Regions from separate parts of the Zea mays genome. Here region 1 is linked to region 2. The links are chromatin contacts, called in public Hi-C maps. All regions are on one chromosome and are shown on one strand. Each heading gives the region's core, a stretch centred on a gene start, on an enhancer-like site or on the middle of the called end of the contact. The rest is flanking DNA. Distances are from core to core; before and after follow the strand shown. Region 1 holds the start of LOC103632819 (trimethyltridecatetraene synthase-like). Region 2 holds the start of LOC100381761.

Region 1 (5,323 bases), core at 2,183-4,682, 140 kb before region 2:
AATTATGGTCCCCGACACATGTCAAAAACCAAATTAGACTTATCGCATATGATTAATGTATGCTACATATGTATAACGTAACGCGGTGCAAATATTATGTGTATATTCTTTTTCATAACATAATATGTTAGAATATTGTACTATTAAACCACACGTCATATTGATCAACTTTTGATAATGTCACATACTTTACAATGTTAGCTTCACAATTTACATGATTGGTAACACCTTGTCAACGTACAAATAAGTTCATATTTCTGGTTACTATCAAGACGCATTCAAAGATATCAGATCAGAAGAGTGACTTTAGGGGCCACCATAAGGGGCCACTTCTTACATGGCACCAAGTCCCGTGAACCTACCCTGGCCTCAATCTAGGGAGGGCCTCACACTAGATGATATTATACATATATCTAGATGGAATGACAACTCAGCTGTTAGAAGGCTCAAAGCCCTTTCGGGACGCCTAGACGCTATGATACCTGAGGCCCCTAACGTCCTAGGACCTGAAGGATAAAATATTCTAGATCCCCAAGGCATCTTACTCTGTGGGGCATTGACCAGAGATTGTCCATGTGGTCCTTTTGTGCCCCACGACACCCATAAGACTAAGTCCATTGGTCTTGTCGTATCCCGAGGCACTTATAAGTCATTGAGGCTCCTCGTGTCCTGAGGCACTTATAAACTAAAGTACTTGGGGTCCCTCATGTCCCAAGGCACTTATAAGCCTAAGTCCCCATAACCCCTTATATCATAGGGTACTTATAAGCCTGTCCTCAAGGGGCCTCATGATCTGGGGTACTTATAAGCCTAAGCCGCCAGGCCTGTCATGTCATATGGTAGTAAGGTAACAAGTGCTTGGGGAAATCCACCTGTCGAGCACTAATAGCACTTACATGCTTAGGACCATCTACTACCCCTAGGGTCTTTAAGGAGTTCTTGACCTCTTACTTCGAGGGTGGCCAATATCTAGGTCCTTTAAGGCTCGGGGCCCCCGAAGGGGCTATGAACTTAGGACACCTAAGTATAATCACGTCACAAAGGTCTTACATAGAATTGGTTTCTACTAGCCTACTATGATGGTTGATTGTTTTCTCTACTATGAAGGATGTGAGGTGTGCTAAGGGTTTAGTAATATTCAGTTCGCGCATAGTGTGATGTTACATCCTATTATCAAGCAATGGTATTTTCATGGATAGGGGGTTCGACTTCATTATGCAAATACATCCCCCATCTTCGAAGGGGCATAATTTTGTTTTGGTTGTTATGGGTTACTTTACAAGGTGAACTGATGTGATTTCTTTGAAGAATATGACACATAAGGAGGCAATTGAGTTCATTACTAAGCATATCATACATAGATTCAACACACTGAAACAATAACTACAAATCAAGGAACATCATTTGTATCAATCAGGTATGAAATTTTGTTGAGTTGTATAATATTAAGTTGCTTAATGCATATTTATATTATGCTCAAGCTAATGACCAAACTAATCCAGTAATAAGATTTCAGTCAAGCTCATCAAAAAGAAGATCAAGGGCAATCCAATGAGGTGACATGGAGTTTTGTCTAAAGCTCTATGGGCACATCACATATCAAGAAGTAGTGCCACAAAGATTACTATATTTTGAGTTGGTATACGGGCAATCGACTGTGTTGCTCATCAAGGTAAATTTGGATGCATATAAGCTTGCTAAGGAAAATAATTTATCTACTATATATATTATGTATCATGATTTGATGACAGATAAAAGAATTAAGGCTCTTAAGGATATGGAGAACGACAAAGGTCAAGTTACTCGTGCATACAATAAGATGGTTAAAAGAAAATTGTTTCAAGTTAGAGATTTACTATTGAAACCATACTACCAATTAGGATGAAGAGCAACATGTTTAGTAATTGGTTACCAAGCTACCACGTTCTGGTAGAGTGATTAAAGTGATATTTGGAAATTTATATGTGTTGGAGATGTTGGAAGGTTATCTCCCTAGAGCAATCAATGAAAGATATTTGGAAAATATTTTTAAGTGTTTAGGGAGAAGATTAGAGTGCTCTTCAAACAATGTAAAATGCATATATTGCCCTTAGAACAAATAAGGAGGTTAACTAGCTCATAAATTAGGCATCATTATTATTTAATGTTTTTTATATTTTCAGGTTATTGCAACATTCACATAAAAATAGCTGGACATATGTTGACCAACAAAACTATATAAATATAGAATTTGGGCAATGCTAGTAAGTTCATTGGTTTCTTAAAAAAAGTAGAAAATATTTGGTGCATCATGCAAGGAAGAAACAAGTAAAAGGGGGAAAATGATATATGCCCGAGAAAATCAGCGGGACCGGTTCTGATGCCCACAAACCGATCAGCTCGGTTCCCAAATCTGCCAAGGCGATCCTGCTGCGTTGCCTTGGTCGACCACTCTGTTGGCCCCGAGTAAACAATTTAGGTTGGTTAGGAAACTGACCAAGCTAGTTTTTCCTACCTAGTCCGAGTCAATTTGGTTTTCAAATTAATTTTGAATATACTTTGATGTGAAAAACTTACAAACTATGTTTTGTAGTTGTTTCTGCTGAGATAGGACCACCTCTTTATACATGATAGGACAATCGAATGAAGATTCCAAGTCGGTTCATCAAAAAAATACATCTACTACGTCCTTTTACCCACTTTCCTCTCTACCTTATTGTCTATCATGTCTCCCAATGAGATTTGATTGTGTTATAGGTGTTGTTGCTGATCTTAGAGTAACCTCTACGTGCTCCTCCTTGATAGATGTTCCCGAGAGACATTCGAGAGTCTACCACGTGGAGAACGGGCTCAACATCAGCCTAAACAGTCTCTTACTTGGTTTTACCGATTCGTTGCGTTCTCGTTGCGACCACAATTATTTACAAGTGCTAACATGCTATCCTTTGTTGATATACGATCGAGCCTATCTCAATGTCAACATTAATATATGCATGTTAGATCTAATAACATACTCCCTCCGTCTCATAATATAGTTCTTTCTAGCCTTTTTTCTGTTCACATTCATTTAAATAATGATAGTGAATATAGACATATATGAAAACCGCATTCATATGTTGCTTAATGAATATGTGATTAGTTTAAAATGAAATATATTTTGGGGTGGAGGAAGTAACTATCATAAATTGGAAATATATATCGACGGCCTACAAATATTTTTGGAGTATGGCAGCAAATCTCTCAAATTTACATAACGTCGGTTTGTTTCACTAACACCAAGCAGGAAACGAAGCTCATAGATTCCTAGGCAGGATGTGTGTACTGAAGTCGGAGCCAGACAAGTCAGGTTTCCGTGCACCTTGCGGTACCGATTGATAATGTGCAGATACACATACACCGTTTCAGCATTTGGACTCCACATGTGCTAACTTGTATATACTGCAATTGTATTTGCGTCATGTGCAGTTCCCGGTGACCCGCGTCGTCGTCGTCGTCGTTCCCTCGTCAAGTTTTATTCTGGTGAAGTCGTCTCCAATTTCCCTGCCCTTTCCCACCCCACCAAGTGCCACAGCAGCTTCCACAGGCGCGCGGTTCATCCCTGCGCTCCTATATAAGAAGGTACGGTGAAGCAACTTCCGGCACCACCTCACCAGCTCTGCACACTCTCTACTCGACAATCCTCTCTAGCTCGGCCGTAACAATGGAGCTTCCAACATGGGCGTCCTTCCTCGGCGTGGTGCTCGCCACCGTGATGCTTCTGAAGGCCATCCTCGGCCGCCGCAGCCGCCGCGTGTACAACCTCCCGCCGGGTCCCAAGCCGTGGCCGATCATCGGCAACCTCGATCTTGTGGGCGCGCTCCCGCACCGCTCCATCCACGAGTTGTCCAGGAAGTACGGCCCGCTGATGCAGCTCCGGTTCGGGTCGTTCCCCGTGGTGGTCGGCTCGTCGGTGGACATGGCCAAGTTCTTCCTCAAGACCCACGACGTGGTGTTCACGGACCGGCCAAAGACGGCCGCCGGCAAGTACACCACCTACAACTACCGCGACATCACCTGGTCCCCCTACGGCGCGTACTGGCGGCAGGCGCGCAAGATGTGCCTCACCGAGCTCTTCAGCGCCAAGCGGCTCGAGTCGTACGAGTACATCCGCGCCGCCGAGGTGCGCGTGCTGCTGCGCGACCTGCACTCCGCGTCCGGCTCCGGCCGCGCCGTCATGCTCAAGGACTACCTGTCCACGGTGAGCCTGAACGTGATCACGCGCATGGTGCTCGGCAAGAAGTACCTGGACAGGGAGGAGGCGGCCGCCGGGGCCGTGACCACCCCCGAGGAGTTCAAGTGGATGCTCGACGAGCTGTTCCTGCTCAACGGCGTGCTCAACATCGGCGACTCCATCCCCTGGCTCGACTGGATGGACCTGCAGGGGTACATCAAGAGGATGAAGAAGCTCAGCAAGATGTTCGACCGGTTCCTGGAGCACGTCGTCGAGGAGCACCACCAGCGGCGGCTGAGCGAGGGCAAGGGCTTCGTCGCCAAGGACATGGTCGACGTGCTGCTGCAGATCGCCGACGACCCTACACTTGAGGTTGAGCTGGACAGGGAAAGCGTCAAGGCTTTTACTCAGGTGAGTCTCTCTTCTCTCCCCAGCTGCAGTAGGATTCTGTTGCTCAGAAGTCAGAACTGATCAGAAGCTGTCGGATTCTGTATCTATCTCGCTATTAATTACTTTTGTACAACAACTCTGAACTGCAAACATCACGTTGCCGACAACTAATCAGCTAGTCAAACAGCCTTAAAAAAATCAATTTAAAAAATCCAAAACCAAGTGCTTTAACGAACTCAGATTTTGCTTTTTCCATCTTGAGTTCATGACCAGTGCAAGAATCTCTCTTGACCCGCCCTCTGGAATGGCACGTGCTGACGTGCAGGACCTCATCGCCGGTGGCACGGAGAGCTCGGCGGTCACAGTGGAGTGGGCCATCTCGGAGCTCCTGAAGAAGCCCGAGGTGATCGCTAAGGCGACGGAGGAGCTGGACCGCGTCATCGGCCGCGGCCGCTGGGTGACAGAGAAGGACATCCCCAGCCTCCCCTACGTGGACGCAATCGTCAAGGAGACGATGCGCCTGCACCCGGTGGCACCCATGCTGGTTCCCCGCCTGTCGCGCGAGGACACGGCCGTGGCCGGCTACGACATCCCGGCCGGCACGCGCGTGCTCGTCAGCGTCTGGTCCATCGGGCGCGACCCCGCGCTGTGGGACGCGCCGGAGGAGTTCATGCCGGAGCGGTTCCTTGGCAGCAGGCTGGACGTGAAGGGGCAGGACTACGAGCTGCTGCCGTTCGGGTCCGG
Region 2 (6,126 bases), core at 1,488-3,987:
ATTTCAAAGGAATTTATATAGAAATTTCACAGAAATCAGTTTATTTTTATAGGAAAAAAACCCGCAATCCAAAAGAGCCCTCCGTATCTAGAAAAACTAGAACGACATATAAATTGAATCGGAACGGGGGAATACCTGCGATTGTGATGATCCAGCGTATAGTACCTGTGCATATGTAGATACGAACCTTGAGTTTGGTGGAGGAACTGTGGCGTGATGGCACTTTGCGAGTATCTCGCAATTGCACCCAAATGTGCGACATGTCACCCAGTTTACTGAACGAGGCATCTCACAACAGCTAGCCATGATTGGCGTCTTAGTCAGGAATAGGATGCTACTCTTGCCCCTGGTTGTGCATCAGGGAACATACCAGCCCTCAGTGGAATGTTTGAATCTGTTACTGTATCATGATTAATGTTACGTGGAAGCTGCTCGCGCTGCTTCTACTGTGTACTGTCAACTGCGTTGGCGACAAATTGAGATAGCTGATGTGCTGCCTTTAACAGTTACATAGATTCTGTGGCATTCGTGACCTAAAATTTAAATTATTCAAACTACCTGATCTAAAATTTTTGAGTAAGAGTAATCGGAACGTCCACCCCCTAGTTCGTACACGTCCTATCAGCGCTTGTACGGAGCAGCCGCGGCGCTGAAATATCTGTCATCACTGTCTCAGTTGCATATTGTATTGTTTAGCACTTAGCAGGATCACGCCGCACGCGGTGTCGTCAACGAAGTAGCAGACCTGCACGCACAAACAAGCAGTTTGTGGGATGCTTTGACTCAGAATCAAAATTCTTCTAAAACAGTCGAGAGAGGAAAAAAAATAAGACTTAGGGGTGTTTGGTTTCTAGGGACTAATGTTTAGTCCCTAGATTTTATTCCATTTTAGTTCCAAAATTATCAAATATAGAAACTAAAACTTTATTTTAGTTTCTATATTTAGCAATTTATACACTAAAAAGGAATAAAATGAAGGGACTAAACATTAGTCCCTAGAAACCAAACACCCCCTAACCTACTGACAGACATCATGAGGCTATTTTCAGCGACGTCGCTGGTTGCTAGTGATTTGTGAAGCACGACTCGAGGGCGGGACGTGATCACACTAGCGAAGGTGTGTGGTAGGCAAATGAGCCGGTGGAGGGTGGATAGCCAGCGCTGGATGGCCTACGACGTATGGGTCAACGGTTGAACGGCGCGGGTATTAGCGATGCGGTGGCGGAAAACAAAATTGGCAATGTGTTGGCTTAATTAGTGGTGATGTGACAGTGAGAAATAGTATCGAGGGAACCAAAACTTTCCCTATTTATAACTACAAATGAGGGAAGGTTTAAGGCTATAAGGATTAGATTGAGAACCTCGTTTTTCTAAGAGATTTCTATTTTTTAAGGGAAATTAGTTTAGGAAAAATGAAAATTTCTTGAAAAAATGAGGTTATCAAACTAGTCTTACAAAGTTGGAAGAAATTTGGAGAAGTTGTTGGAGGCTATTTTTTTGTTTTTCTTAAGAATTTGAAGTGAGGGAAGACATTAACGGGACATTTGGATCCCTTCATTTTAGAGGAATTGGAATTCACTCACTAAAGTAACTTATTTAGTTTGGAATTTGACATTCCACCACTTTCCAAAGTTCAGATATAAGCCTATCTTAAATTCATGGAGTGGGAGATGGGAAATGATTTTATACAGTAGTAGAATTTGTTTCTACTCTGTAACTTACATAACACTCTTCATCTCACTCCTCTATAGTAAAAATATAGCACATAAATATCTCCGACATCTTACTAATAATAATATACAAATATATTTTATATAAAACCGAATTAGCTTAATTGATACTCCCTCCGTTTCGTTTTAGTTGTCGCTGGATAGTGCAAAATTAAATTATTCAGCGATAATTAAAAAGAAACGGAGGGAGTATATGCCTAAATTATTATTATTAGAATGAAATTCAATTCCAGTGATCTAAACGGGGCGTAAGGGATATCTTTGGAGATGCTCTCTACCATTCTCACGTGATGCACCTGCACGGAACGAATGCGGCAATTAGGGATGAAAACGGTCGAAAACGATCGAAAAAAATATCTAAATTGGTTTTGTTTTCATATTTTTTGGTCGGGACGAAAACGAAAATCAACGGTCAAAATACGGGATCAGAATTGTCGGTTATTCGAAAACAATCGAAAACGATAAACTATAGTCGGAAATATAACTATTCTGTAGTTTTAACAAAAAATATAATAAAGTGATGTATTGCCTAATTTTTAAGATTTAGTACACAAACAACTCTTTTTCATCATCCATATTAGTTAGTGTAATTATAACATTTGTTTTTTGCTTATTCATTCATTTGAACACAACAAAAGTATATAACTTAAATAAATTATATGCTAGATCTATCCCATATTATATAAAACGGTAGAAAACGGTATTAGCGCGACTCGGAAACGAAAAATACGAAAACGATCGAAAAACTAGCTAAATCGTTTTATCGTTTCTAATCGGTTCCCGAACAATTCGAAAAACGATCGGTAAAAAAACAGTATTCGAAACGGGACGGTACGGGAATTTCCCGTCCCGTTTTCATCCCTACGGCAATACGTGGATGCAGCCAATTGTCTGGCCCTACTACTGACAGGTAGACCCACAGAACACAGCTACGCTATTCGGGCCCGGCAGTCAAGTACGCACAAACCCTGCAGTCAACGAAGCTTTTTCTTCATTCCGGAGCAAAAACAGGACAAAAAAACCATTCTCCATGGCTCCATGCTTGGTTTCCCCAACCCCAACAATGCAATCTACGTGAGGCAATCTAGCAATTCCCGAGACCCAGACTTCTACTAGTTCATTGCTGAATCTCATTGGACGCCCCCGATTCGCCCAGCGGCATCGGAGAACAAGTCGCATGGAAGCCCATCCGACCGGCGCCGCCATCCCTTCCCCCATGGCGGCACCACAGCCGCCACCCTCTTCCACCACCACCCCGCCCCCAACCGCTACACCACAGGAGCCAGCCGCCACCGCCGTCACCGCTGTGCGCTCTCCCCAACCCGTGCGTTTCGCATTCCTCGTCGTCGCCGCGCTCATGTCCGCGTCGTGGTTCGTCGAGCCGTTCAGCGCGGCGGCGGCGGCCGACCTCCGCGTGCCGTGGCCCGCTGTCGTGGCCACTCTCGTCTGCTTCACCGCGTTATTCTGCGCATCAGTTCTCCTCTTCGGGTCCTTCTTCATGTTGCGGCCACCGCTCGCCGCCGCCGTCATGGACGCACAGTGGAAGGGGGTCAGGGCCTTCGCCGCCGTCTTCGCCGCGGTGGCGATTGGAGTTGCCGCCTGCCTTGTTGGCGCCAGTGGATCCGCGTATGGTTCTGGCGGTATGCACCAGCTCGTTGCTGAATAGCGTGGTTGCTGGCTAGATACTGTACTACCGTATATCGTGTCCGTACTGTTGCTGTTATCTGCATCATGTGCTGCATTTTGCTCTTGTGTAGTATACTACTATTATGCCACACGTATATCATGTCTGTATTGTTCGTGTAGAGTCTACAGGTATATTGTATGTCATACATAGACTATGCATGCATATATGGTTTGTCTGAGGAAATTATGGAAAAGCTAGAGTAAAATAAAATGTTCTCTTTGATGAGTTCACCATGTGGATTATGGATATTTTTTTTACTTCGATCTGCTATGCAACCAGAGGGATCCATGTTGGGCCCAACTATTTTCAGGGAACCGGATCATTGAAAATTAGGCAGGGTTTTATGGTCGAATCATTTAGGAGGGTACTTAACCATGTTTGAGAAATTGTAATGTTGCTTTTATTTGGCACAATTATCAAATAGGAAAATGAATCTGAGATTGACACAATAAGGATCTGTTCAGTTTCCTGTTTGTTGATTATCTTCATCTCCTCACTAACTACTGATCATACTGATAATTTCATAACTAACCACATTTCTCAAAACATAATTAAAATTAATGTATGTGCAATACTGAGACATCATCTAGAACTTTGGTGCTTGTAACCAGGTTAGTATTGTCTCTTTTCCAATCAGGATATAACTGTACAATCAATACATGGTCTGGCAAAATGAATTGCTCCATTCCAAGATAGTTGCCACTATGGTATTCGTGCTGGTCAAAGTTTTTGAAGTTTGGTTAGATTTGTAGTAAATATTAGCAACATTTGTATCTCCAAATAAGTTTATTATGAAAATAGATTCAAAGTTCTATCTTATGATACTAATTATGTACTGTAAATATTAATATTTTCTTATACATATGTGGTCAAATATAAAAATGGTTGACTCCTCGAAAAGTGAGAATGACTACTGTTTTGGGCCAGGGGGAGCGAGTCATTTGCTGTATGGTGTGCTACTGAAAGTTCTTGTGTTCTAGAAAAAATGGTGTTACTGAAAGTTTGGTAAAGGCTCTGTTTAAACAAAAGGGCAATTCATATAATCTCTTGAATATTTTATCAAACTGCTGAATAAACTAACTGTACATTCATTTGAAGGTTTTTATAAAGGGCCATACTACAGTTCCTAATCATATTTACTATCTTCTTTAATGTATACGATATCTATTGAAGAATTTGTTGGACACATGTATGTGGCTAATTGGTGACTCAGAGGTAGCAGCAGAGCACTCCTATTTGATGAAAAAGAAGAATAAGATCCTTAAAAGAACTGGTTTACAATCCATGTTTTTCCTTAATGCAATAGGAAGGTTTAACTTTACTTTTACTGATTGTACATCAAACAAATGCAGGCGGCTACACATATAGTGCCTAAAGCAACTATTCTGTCGTGGCATTGATTGATTCAGAGAATGGGAGCTCATGTTACACGGTTACACACTGTATTTACTGTTTAGCAAAGTAAGAAAGTTCTGCTAAGAGACACATTTGACACTTTAATGATCTACAACATCATATACGTCATAAGGTATCCATCGCCTTTGGTCCAGCAGAGTATGTTTTTGTAAACAAATGGCAACCAGAGCTTAGCATAATTGACTAGCCTCTACAGAATTATGCATTCATTGAGGGTGTTGACCATTCTGTCTGTATAGCATCAACTTGTGGTACTCTCAGTTGGATTTAGACAGCATTCTATGGATTAGGAATTCAGGATGACGAGATGGGGAGGGGAAAGATGTGGCAGAAGGAATATGGAGTATCGAGATTACCACTTTGTGTTATGAATTATGATACTCTGGTGTTTTTCTCATTGCATTTAATAAGTTTTAATGGCTCACACAATTTAGCTATATAAAGCTCTGTATACTTTGTTTTTGCAGAATAGTATTACTGCATTTGTCACTTGTATCATCAAAATTGAAAACAATGCTTTTCCCCCTATATTTGGTATGCAACACAGTGTTCTGATTATTTTTATTTGTGTTTTATTTTATTTTTTTTCTTTATTTTTCACAATCTCTCTTTTGTAATTGTAACATGTAGAATCTTCTTTGTGTTTTTTACCTTGAGAATCTTCTTTTTGTCTATGCTTTTTAGTTTTTAGTAACTTGCTATTGGCCTGTATATCCATGTGATCTTTACTGATTTGGTCGTCTAATGAGAAAATTTAGTTTTTGATAATAGTGCAGCCTTTCCAAGGCTAATTAATTCATTCGGTTATCCCTCTGCTAGTATGTGTTATTCTGGACAGAATCTAGTTATATGCAGAACTTTATTCTTTTGAGTGTAATGTCACATACACCGGTGAATATCTGAAGTTTCATACTTTCTTTCCCATCTTTCTCAGGCTAGAGGAGAAATGGTCAAATAGGTGTCTCTGGTAAATATTCTTGTGTAATATTGCTACGCATTGCATGATAGCATGAGCATTATGCGAAAGGGCCTCTAGCTGAGTTAGTTAGGTGGTCTAAATAGCACTCAGGTCCTGAGTTTGACTCAATTGGGAGCGAATTTCAGGATGAGATTAGATAGCATGAGGTTTACCTCTTGTCTGTCCCATGCGAAAGCATAGATCCCGCAGGTTGAGTTTTGATAGCATGAGCATTATATAGGTGTTGGGACTCAGGATATGAAGACATTTAACTTGCCTGTGGAGCTCTTGTATTTTTATTGACAGAAGCTTTGTTTTCAACTCACATGGTTCCA

The links. A called contact is a pair of places that touch in the nucleus more often than the background predicts.
Region 1: a contact with region 2 is called in a Hi-C map of leaf, with 7 times the contacts expected there. The contact joins the promoter of LOC103632819 here to the promoter of LOC100381761 in region 2. A contact is called at or near these places in 3 of 25 Hi-C or Micro-C datasets (ear, leaf and tassel).

Annotation. Positions count from the first base shown.
Region 1 is chr7:126,953,102-126,958,424 of Zm-B73-REFERENCE-NAM-5.0, forward strand. It overlaps LOC103632819 (trimethyltridecatetraene synthase-like), which reads left to right and starts at 3,433. Exons shown (of 2, transcript XM_008654552.4): 1 at 3,433-4,600; 2 at 4,905-5,323. The coding sequence starts at 3,680.
Region 2 is chr7:127,095,224-127,101,349 of Zm-B73-REFERENCE-NAM-5.0, forward strand. LOC100381761 reads left to right here and starts at 2,738. Exons shown (of 2, transcript NM_001174563.1): 1 at 2,738-3,370; 2 at 4,770-5,395. The coding sequence starts at 2,908. The coding sequence ends at 4,792.